Regions from separate parts of the Sus scrofa genome. Here region 1 is linked to region 2. Evidence: chromatin contacts called from public HiChIP or PLAC-seq data. All regions are on one chromosome and are shown on one strand. Each heading gives the region's core, a stretch centred on a gene start, on an enhancer-like site or on the middle of the called end of the contact. The rest is flanking DNA. Distances are from core to core; before and after follow the strand shown.

Evidence for each region. HiChIP or PLAC-seq counts read pairs in DNA pulled down with a chosen protein or histone mark.
Region 1: a contact with region 2 is called in an H3K27ac HiChIP or PLAC-seq map of alveolar macrophages. The contact joins the promoter of CCDC85B here to the promoter of EIF1AD in region 2. A contact is called at or near these places in 3 of 47 Hi-C or Micro-C datasets (brain, fetal skeletal muscle and skeletal muscle) and 2 of 2 datasets of contacts at active chromatin or transcription factors (alveolar macrophages and skeletal muscle).

The regions. Positions count from the first base shown.
Region 1 is chr2:6,435,072-6,439,661 of Sscrofa11.1, reverse strand. CCDC85B (coiled-coil domain-containing protein 85B) reads left to right here and starts at 1,834. Exons shown (of 1, transcript XM_003122520.4): 1 at 1,834-2,875. The coding sequence starts at 2,025. The coding sequence ends at 2,633. FOSL1 (fos-related antigen 1) reads right to left here. Exons shown (of 4, transcript XM_003122519.3): 4 at 3,489-4,557. The coding sequence ends at 4,138.
Region 2 is chr2:6,331,473-6,336,272 of Sscrofa11.1, reverse strand. It overlaps EIF1AD (probable RNA-binding protein EIF1AD), which reads right to left and starts at 1,391. Exons shown (of 6, transcript XM_003353773.4): 1 at 565-1,391. BANF1 (barrier-to-autointegration factor) reads left to right here and starts at 947. Exons shown (of 3, transcript XM_005660673.3): 1 at 947-1,241; 2 at 1,937-2,075; 3 at 2,296-2,822. The coding sequence starts at 1,953. The coding sequence ends at 2,442. LOC106509306 (a long non-coding RNA gene) reads right to left here. Exons shown (of 3, transcript XR_001306720.2): 2 at 3,932-4,108; 3 at 2,976-3,294.

The sequences.
Region 1 (4,590 bases), core at 585-3,084, 100 kb before region 2:
TTGGACTCCCTGATCTGTTTCTTTCCTGTGTTCCTATCACAGTGACAGCCCCAACATCCACCCTGTTCTCATGGCAGAAAGCTCCCATACTCCTCTCTCCCCACATTCAGTTCTGCTGATTTGCCTCCTGAATATTTCTAATATCTGTTTTATCTGCTCCACCCCCCGCTGGCACTGTCCCAGCCCAGTCCTTCTGCAGAGCTCTCCTTGCCCATTGACACAGTGTTCTTAGTAATCTCTCTGCCTACATCTCCTCCCTATGGTCCATCCCACACAGCAGTTCAAACAACCTTTCTAATAAATGCATATTTTAAAATGTTCCTCCTCTGCTTAAATCCTTACTGGCCTGTGCACACGCTCCAACCTCATGCTGAAAGCCCTTAAGAATCTGGCTTCTGACTACCTTTGTTGCCTTCCTCCCTCTCTTACCACTTTCCTTAAGCACTTGCCTTTTTAAAAAGATGTATATCAAGCTATTTTCATTGTTGTTAAAGCAGCTAGGCCCTTTCCCACCCGCAGTGACTTTCATCGTGCCACTCCCTGTCCCTGAAATAGTTTTCTCCTTACTTGCCAAAGTCCTATTTTTTGTTGTTGTTTTGTTTTTTGTTTTTTGTTTTTTTAGGGCTGCACCTGCGGCATATGGAAGTTCTCAGGCTAAGGGTCAAATTGGAGCTGCAGCCTCCAGCCTGTGCCACAGCCACACCAGATCCCAGCTGGGTCTGTGACCGTCACCGCAACTCACCACCAGATCCTTAACTTACTGAGAGGGGTCAGGGATGGAACCCATGTCGTCATAGATACTAGTTGGGTTTGAACCGCTGACTCACAACAGGAACTCCAGTCCTATGCTTTTTTTTTTTTTTTTTTTTTTGATCGGCATGTGGAGGTTCTCAGGCTAGGGGTCAAATCGGGGCTGTAGCCACCGCCTAGGCCAGAACCACAGCAATGCAGGATCCGAGCCAAGCCGAAACTTCGACCTACACCACAGCTCACGGCAATGCTGGATCCTTAAGCCACTGAACAAGGCCAGGGATTGAACCCAAAACCTCATGGTTACTTGTCGGATTCGTTAACCACTGCGCCACGATGGGAACTCCCCTATGCATCTTTTAGAGTCCCTCAGATATCACCTCTATTGGGAAAACTTTTGCGGGTGGAAGGCAGTCCCTCAAAATATGCTCTTTCTCCATTTGCTTCTTGGATTTAGCACAGCTTGTCTCTTCTGCTAAATTAAGATCTCTTTGAGGACAGTATAGGATTTTGATTAAGTTTATTTCTGCGTGGATCTCACACACAATAATGGTTTTTTGAAAAAAGAAAAAAAAGAAAGGTTTTCTGAAGAAACGAATCCCTTGTATGCCTCTCCCACCGAGCAGGAACACTCCGTGAGGGGGAGGGTAGGCCGATGGTGAGCCAGGACCTTAGGATTTAGGGTTCCGAGGACTGGGAGCGAAACTCAGTGAGCCGAGACTGTCGAGCTCAAGCTAAGCTAGGAAGGATGGAAAGGCGGCCCGTCTAGGTTCCGTCGGGGGCGGGTGGGCAGGAGGGTGGGAACCCCCACCCCCACCCCCGCCATCCGATTCTTAGTTCTCGGGAGGAGCCGAGAGGCCTAGGCTCGAGCCTGAGGATGTTGGGAATTGGGAAGTTCGAAGCGCCTAGTTTAGGGTTGACTGGAACAGAGGTCGGTGACGCGGGTACCCAAGGTGCACGAGGGTCGGGGACTCCGCAGTCCGAAAACGGTCCACTCTCCCTCGCCCTCCCTCTCTCGCCCCCACCCCGGCGCCCAGGTCCCGCCCCTTTCCGAGGAGGCTTTCCCAGATTGGCTGTCGTTCCTTAACGTCATGTGGCCCCGCCCCGGCGCGCGCCCCGCCGCGTGCCCACCCCCGCTCGACTGCTGCATCCTACGCTCGCTTAACCACAGACCGTCTGCCGAGCGGGTGCTAGAACCCCGGCGCCGCGGAGCTCGTCGTGGGGCTCCTGGGCCGCGGCGGCGGGCAGGCGATGCTCCAGAGGCCTGAGCAGCCATGGAGGCCGAGACGGGCGGCCTGGAGGAGCTGACGGATGAGGAGATGGCGGCTCTGGGCAAGGAGGAGCTGGTGCGGCGCCTGCGGCGGGAGGAGGCGGCGCGCCTGGCGGCTCTGGTGCAGCGCGGCCGCCTCATGCAGGAGGTGAATCGGCAGCTACAGGGTCATCTGGGCGAGATCCGCGAGCTCAAGCAGCTTAACCGGCGCCTACAAGCTGAGAACCGCGAGCTGCGCGACCTCTGCTGCTTCCTGGACTCGGAGCGCCAGCGCGGGCGGCGCGCCGCGCGCCAGTGGCAGCTCTTCGGAACCCAAGCATCCCGAGCCGTGCGCGAGGACCTAGGCGGTTGTTGGCAGAAGCTGGCGGAGCTGGAGGGCCGCCAGGAGGAGCTGCTGCGGGAGAACCTGGCGCTTAAGGAGCTCTGCCTGGCGCTGGGCGAGGAGTGGGGCCCCCGCGGCGGCCCCGGCGGCTCGGGGGGCTCAGGCGCTGCGCCAACACCCGAGCTGGCTTTGCCCCCGTGCGGTCCCCGTGACCTGGGCGATGGAAGCTCCAGTACTGGCAGCGTGGGCAGTCCCGATCAGTTGCCTCTGGCCTGTTCCCCAGATGATTGAGGGTACAGCTTCCCGCCGACGCCCGCCAGGATTGGTCCCCAAGCGCCGGGATTGCAGTGAACTTCGGGACTCGAACGCCGCCCCGGCTGCGCACGAGGGGCCGCTTGCATGGACTTAGAAAACCCTGACGCTGAGGAGGGCCCCTGGCTCTCGCTGGCGGGGCAGCAGGGGACTGGAGGCTGGAGCGGAGGGACTTGCTGGAGGCTGGGTGGGGGCTAATAAACTGAGAAGGAAGCAGAGCCCATGGCCCGGCCAGCGTCTGTTTGGGACTCGCCGGCGTTGGGAGGAGGGCGGGGACTTGGTGATGGGGTACCGTTCCCATCCGGAGGGACTGCAGAACTAAGGTGGCTGACTCCCCAGTACCTCAATCCTGGGACGGGATGTGGGACCCTGGTAAACCACCGCCCACCCCCCACCCCCCACCCCCATCAGGCTCCAAGACAGGCTGTGATCCGGCCCCTGAAGTGGCTCCGGCTCCCTTCCCAGCTCCTTCCTGTCCAAGACAATGGGGCAGGAAGCAGGTGTTGGGGGCCTAAAACCCACTCAGCCGGCCTCCCCTGAGGCTGGAAGGGGCTTAGCAGCCTGTGGCACAGCAGGAGCACTGCGGGCCCCCACCAGGAGGAAGATGATAATCCTCTTGGCTTGGCAACCCACAGCTTTTCTCTTCCTCCTTTCAGTCCTGGAGATAGGCAGAACAGATGCAGCCTCATTTGTCAGATAAGAAAATCGAGGTCCCGAAATAGTGAATAATTTCTCCAAGGTCATATAGTGAGTTGGAGGAGCTCTGATGGGAGCCTAGGGCTTCTGGCTCCAAAGGTTCTCCCTTTAGCCTCTGGGTCCAATGAGAGCAGGCCAGAGCTTCAAGGCTTTTATTCCATTTTAGCAGGTTTGTATAAAAATACTCTCTTTAGGAAAATAAATAGCAGCTGCTCTTGCTATGGATGCTTGGATTCCCTGGAGCTAAAGTCTTCTCAGAGCTGGGGGCACAGGACAGCTCATCACAGAAGCCTCTGGCACCCTCCTGACCCCTTCCACTTATGAGGGGCTGGCAGAGAGTCTTGGTTCAGGAACCTGGTGCTGCTGGCAGTGGGGCTGGGTGAGTTAGTGTTTTAGGCTGGTGGAGTATCATCTGTTGGCGGTAGGGTTGGGTGGATCATAGGAAGAGGGTGATGAAGACTGTAGGGGTGGTCTGCAGGGGTTCAGGACTCCAGAGGACCTCTGAGGATCTCCAAAGTCTCTTGGGAGCTGCTCAAGTTTTTCTTGAACAAACAGGAAATATTTTGTCTCAGATTTTGTGCAAATTGTGCTAGAGAGGCCAGCCCTAGAGAAAAAGTGGGCAGCTTTGGTGCCCCAGGCTAGCTCTACAAAATATGCTCAGTCTCATCTGGAGGGATGGAGAAGAACCTGATGGGGTTGGATGTAAGATATGGTCCAGGCCAGCTGTACCAATGGGCAGGGAGATGTTGGTTAGTGTGGCACCCGGAGGGAGGGGGGCCGGAGTGTCTCATAAGGCCAGGAGGGTTGGGGAGCCAAGGGGGTCAGAAGAGGGGTCCCCACTGCTGCTGCTACTCCTACGATGGGCTGAGGCACAGGGCTCCGGGGTGCTGGGGTAGGTGAAGACCAGACTGGGGGTGAAAGGAGTCAGGGAGGGTGTGGTCATGAGCGTGGGAGTGTGCAATGCTTCCGGTTCAAGCACAGGCCCAGGGGAAAGGGAGATACAAGGCATAGGGCGGGAAGGGTCTGGCGGGCTGCTGGTGCCACTGGTACCGCCTGTGCCGCTGGTGTCGCTCTCCCTGGCCCCTTCTGGGATTTTGCAGATGGGCCGGTGGGCTTCCAGCACCAGCTCCAGGCGCTCCTTCTGCTTCTGCAGCTCCTCAATCTCTCGCTGCAGCCCGGCTTTCTCGTCCTCCAGTTTGTCGGTCTCCTGGGGAGGATCAGAAGAGTCAAGAAGATGAGG
Region 2 (4,800 bases), core at 142-2,641:
AAAAACAACTCGTGTGACAAGAGTTCTCCTGTGGCATAGCAGGTTAAGGATCTGGCATTCTCACTGCAGGGGCTCAGGTTGCTGCTGTGGCACAGAATCAATCTCTGAGCCGGGAACTTCCATGTGCTGCAGGCACGGCCAAAACAAATAAACAAATTTAAAAATACAACGGTAAAAACTAAACACGGGTTTCAGGAAAACAAGTCATTCTGGCAACCAGGGGGAGAAAGAATCACATAAACTCTTCTTCGGTATGCCTGTACATCCCAAGCGTAGCACAGCCACACAAACAGATGCTCAATCTCTCAACATACCACAGACATGGACCAGGGAGAAGAATTCAAGTTAGGAACAAGTTAACTAAGGTCAGGGCCGGCCGACATGGTCTTTGGCATCTGCTGTTTATGATTTGGGTACTGAGAAGACGAGGACTGATGCGCACACAGAAGACGGCCGGTTTCCAAAGGAAACGCCGAAGTGTCATCTCTAGTTGCCGTCCCCTGCCTGCCCTCCTCCCTTCCTACCCCGAAGGAAAGACGCTCAGTGAGAGAAACCCAAACTTACTCTCTGGCCCTCGGATCCCACGGGCGATGCCTGAAGCGGAACGACCCCGTTCTCCAGGCTGGACGCTGAACACGTCTCGTCAACGACTCGCTTTGTAGCTGAGTCAACGAGCGCACAGAAAATGGACTTGCCGGCGGTCGCGCCGGTGAAGACCCCTTGGACTCAAGTCTCTTACAAGCCGGACGGCGAGGAAGACAGCACGCGCCGGCCCGAGGAAACCCCTTACTTCCGGCGCTCTCTCGGAAGCCTCCCAGCCACACCTCCCTCCTTGTCCGCTCCTCTAATTCTTCCCACCACCAAGTAGGCCACGTTTAATCCTTAAGTTCCAAATGTCGCGCCGCCGAGAAATAAAGTTTTCTCCTCCCAGGCCTCTGCTCCCTCAGACCGGAAATATTTCCCGAGCAGTGAGACCACAGAAAGCTGCCCGGCTTCCCGCAAAGCAACCGGAAAGGAGCGCCTCCTAAACGCACGCTGGCGCGCCGCCCCCTCAACCCCGGCCCAATCTCAACTCTATGACTTCACGCGGCTAGAGGTGCCCAATGTAATTTTGGGTTTTTTTTTAAGGCGGCTCTTGAGGCGACCCGGAAGCGGAAGTGGGGCGAAAGTTCTAGCGGGTCGAGGCATCCGCAGGAGCGGCCGGGTGGCGGGAGAGGCCGTTACGGGAACCGGAGCTGCGGGTGAGTGCGAGCCGCGGTGCAGGGCCCAAGCTGGAGACTGGCGGAGGCGCGGGGAAGAGAAGGGGAAAGGCGCCTCAAGCACTGCGGCGGGCCAGAGGATGCGCCCTCGGAGAGGGATCGGCCGGGGCGCGGCGCGCGAGCGCAGAGGCGCGGGGAGGGGGCGGGGCGCGGCGCGCTGGGGGCGGGGCCGGCGGCGTGGGGCGCGGCGGGAGCCCTGGCGTGCAGCCCGCCGGGCTGGAGAAGCCGCTTCGCTTCTGCTTTGTGATTAGCTGGCGGGCCGGGTGGGACAGAGTCCTTCATTTGCTTTACGGGCCAGGTAGCCGTTGCAGGCAGGGTCAGTGCCACTTGGGCCCAGCCAAGGTCACCGAGGAGTGACAATTTCAGGGCGAGCCCTGGGTCCTGACAGACTCTTGGAATCTTGACTCTGCTCTGCGTGCGCCACCTGTTAGAGCAAGATAGTGTTGCCTCTGGGGTGGTACCGAAACCAGCTCCTGCAAGGAGTGGAAGAGATTTCTCTTTTGAATAGTGAGGAAAAGACTCCTTAGGCTTCGCTTTTTTCGTCCGTGAAGTGGGGGGAGAAGCGAGTAAGCTTCTGCGATGACTGGTCGAGCGTCCTCTTAACTGTGAGATTGGTAGTGGGCCCTCAGGAGTTCCCGGGTTTTCAGCCCTAACCTGCCTTTTCTTGGGATTCTCAGGTTAAGCTTGATCAAGATGACAACTTCCCAAAAGCACCGAGATTTCGTGGCAGAGCCCATGGGGGAAAAGCCAGTGGGAAGCCTGGCCGGGATTGGTGACGTACTGGGCAAGAAGCTGGAGGAAAGGGGCTTTGACAAGGTGTGGGGTGGCTGCGTGCAGCTGGGGAGGGCTGAGGATGGCCTGCTGGGCTCTTTCCTGGCAGTTGGGGCGGGAGGAGAGTGAGTGGACCCGTTGGGGGTGGGCAGTGGCATGTATTCTGCAGGGCTAGCCAGAGCCGGCCCTGCTTCCTAGGCTGAGGGCCTCGTTCCTGGTCCGCAGAGCACCTAGCAGCATGCCCTTCCCTCTGCCTGTCTTGCAGGCCTATGTGGTCCTTGGCCAGTTTCTGGTGCTCAAGAAAGATGAAGACCTCTTCCGGGAATGGCTGAAGGACACGTGTGGCGCCAATGCCAAGCAGTCGCGGGACTGCTTCGGGTGCCTCCGGGAGTGGTGTGATGCCTTCTTGTGATGCCCTCCGGGGAGCCCCCGACCCCAAGCCCCAGCATTGAGTCTCCAGAGTTTGCAGCCAAGCCAGGACTCCTCCCCCATCCTCTACAAAGGAAAAGATTGCTGTTGTGTGCACTTCCAACGTACTCCAGCATCTTTTGGGAGTTCTCTCCCCTCACCATGTCACCTTTTTTGGAATTCTCACACTTGCATGCATCTCCCTTCTCCTTTCCTTGCCAGTTTCATGTCAGCAATTACCAGCTTTTCTGAGTGAATTCCTGGTCCTGGCCCTTACCCCTACCCTCACTTCTGATCTGTTTTATGCCATGTTTGGCCCTCTTTTTGGCAGAACAGTTCCTGTCCTTGTAAAGTTTTCTAAATCAATAAAGTCAGTGGCCTTCATGCCTGGGCTCTGTCCATGGAAAGCAGGTGGGCTGGGAGCTCCCTGTTCCCCAGGGCCCGGCCAGGTTTGCCACACTCCTTATCAGTGCACGTCGAAACCGGCAGCTTCTGGCTCCAGAGGGCAGCCATCCTGGCCACGTGGGCCTTGGGCCAGGTGCCTCGGAGTGTCTCAATCCCTTAGTGATGTGGGAGAGGGTGTGGGTTGATCCCTTCCTGGGGTCCAGGTGGGCTGGGGTGTTCCAGATGTCAGCGTGGTCAGCTGGGCTAGGCAGCACCTGGTGGAAGACAGTTGGAGTCAGCGCTGCCAGGAAAAGGGTGGACCAGATGTGGGCGAGGGTTTACCTGATAATCGTCATGTGCTCTCCTGGCCTCCGGTAGGAGTGGACAGGGTTTTTGCAATCTGCCCTGTTCTCTTAGGCTTAGGCGGGAGCAGCGGGGGTGTGGGTGGGTGAATTTTTCTCAGCTTTACAGTCTAGTGAAGAGAGAAGTGACAGGTGATAAATACAGAAATTCAGGTAATGTGAGTTAGGCTTCTATTTGGTGCATATTTGTCCTGTTCTGTGTTTTTTTGTTTCTGTCTTTTAGGGCCACACCCATGGCATATGGACATTCCCAGGCTAGTAGTTGAATCCGAGCTACAGCTGCCAGTCTACACAACAGCTCATGGTAACGCAGGATCCTTAACCCACTGAGTGAAGCCAGGGACTGAACCCACAGCCTCATGGCTACCAGTTGGGTTTGTTACCGCTGAGTCACAGTGGGAACTCTGACCTGTTAGTTGTTGATTGTTTAAGGTGAACGGGGTCTACAGCTAAGATCTTTGCAGATTTTTTTTTTTTTTTTTAACGCCACGCTTGTGGCATATGAAAGTTCCCAGGCCAGGAGTCGAATCAAAGCTATAGCCAGCCTACACCACAGCCACTGCAACATTGGTTCCAAGCCACATCTGTGACCTACACTGCAGCTTGTAGTGTTGGATCCTTAACCTACTGAGCCACAACAGGAACTCCTGCAGATTTTTTTCCTTTTAAAATAACAAACAGTTATTTCTCTTTCACTGGCAGGGAAACTAGAGGCTCAGAGAGGCTGAGAAACCTGTGTGGATTTACCTCTAGGAAGCAGCCAGAGTGGTCTTCAGAACGTAGTGTAAAAACTCATGAACACTGAGAGTCCTGGCCTTTCCGAGACTCAGTTTTCCCACCTGGAGATGAGGTCGTAAGGATCAGATGCAGTGCTGGCATCTTTGAGGAACTACTTGCTTACAGAATTTTTCTCAGCTTTACAGTCTAGTGAAGAGAGAAATGACAGGTGATAAATACAGAAATTGAGGTAATGTGAGATTTCCATGGTTTCAGGGTAGGGAAAGATTTCAAAAAGTTGGTGAATTTAGCTCTATTATAGAGAAACTGCTCATCTAAAGTTCCCTCAAGGTACCTTTATTTTTTATTATTTATTTATTTATTTATTTTTTTGTCTTTTTGCTGTTTCTTGGGCCGCTCCTGTGGCATATGGAGGTTCCCAGGCTAGGGGTCGAATCAGAGCTGTAGCCACCGGCCTACACCAGAGCCACAGCAATGCGGGATCTGAGCCGCGTCTGCAACCTACACCACAGCTCACGGCAATGCCAGATCGTTAACCCACTGAGCAAGGGCAGGGACCAAACCCACAACCTCATGGTTCCCAGTCGGATTCATGAACCACTGCACCACGACGGGAACTCCTCAAGGTACCTTTATAGAGTGCAGGGATTTCCCTGTGGTGCAGTGGGTTGAGGGTCTGGTGTTGTCACTGCAGCAGCTCAGGTCCCTGCTGTGGTGCAGGCTTGATCCGAGGCCTGGAAACTTCTGCATGCCATGGGTGCCGTCAACAAACATTTTAAAACAAAACAAATGATACAATAGGGAAATGGGCAAAAGATCTGAGGGGGAACCACAGAGCAATACCCAAATGGTGAATAAGATTTGTCACCTGTCAGAAG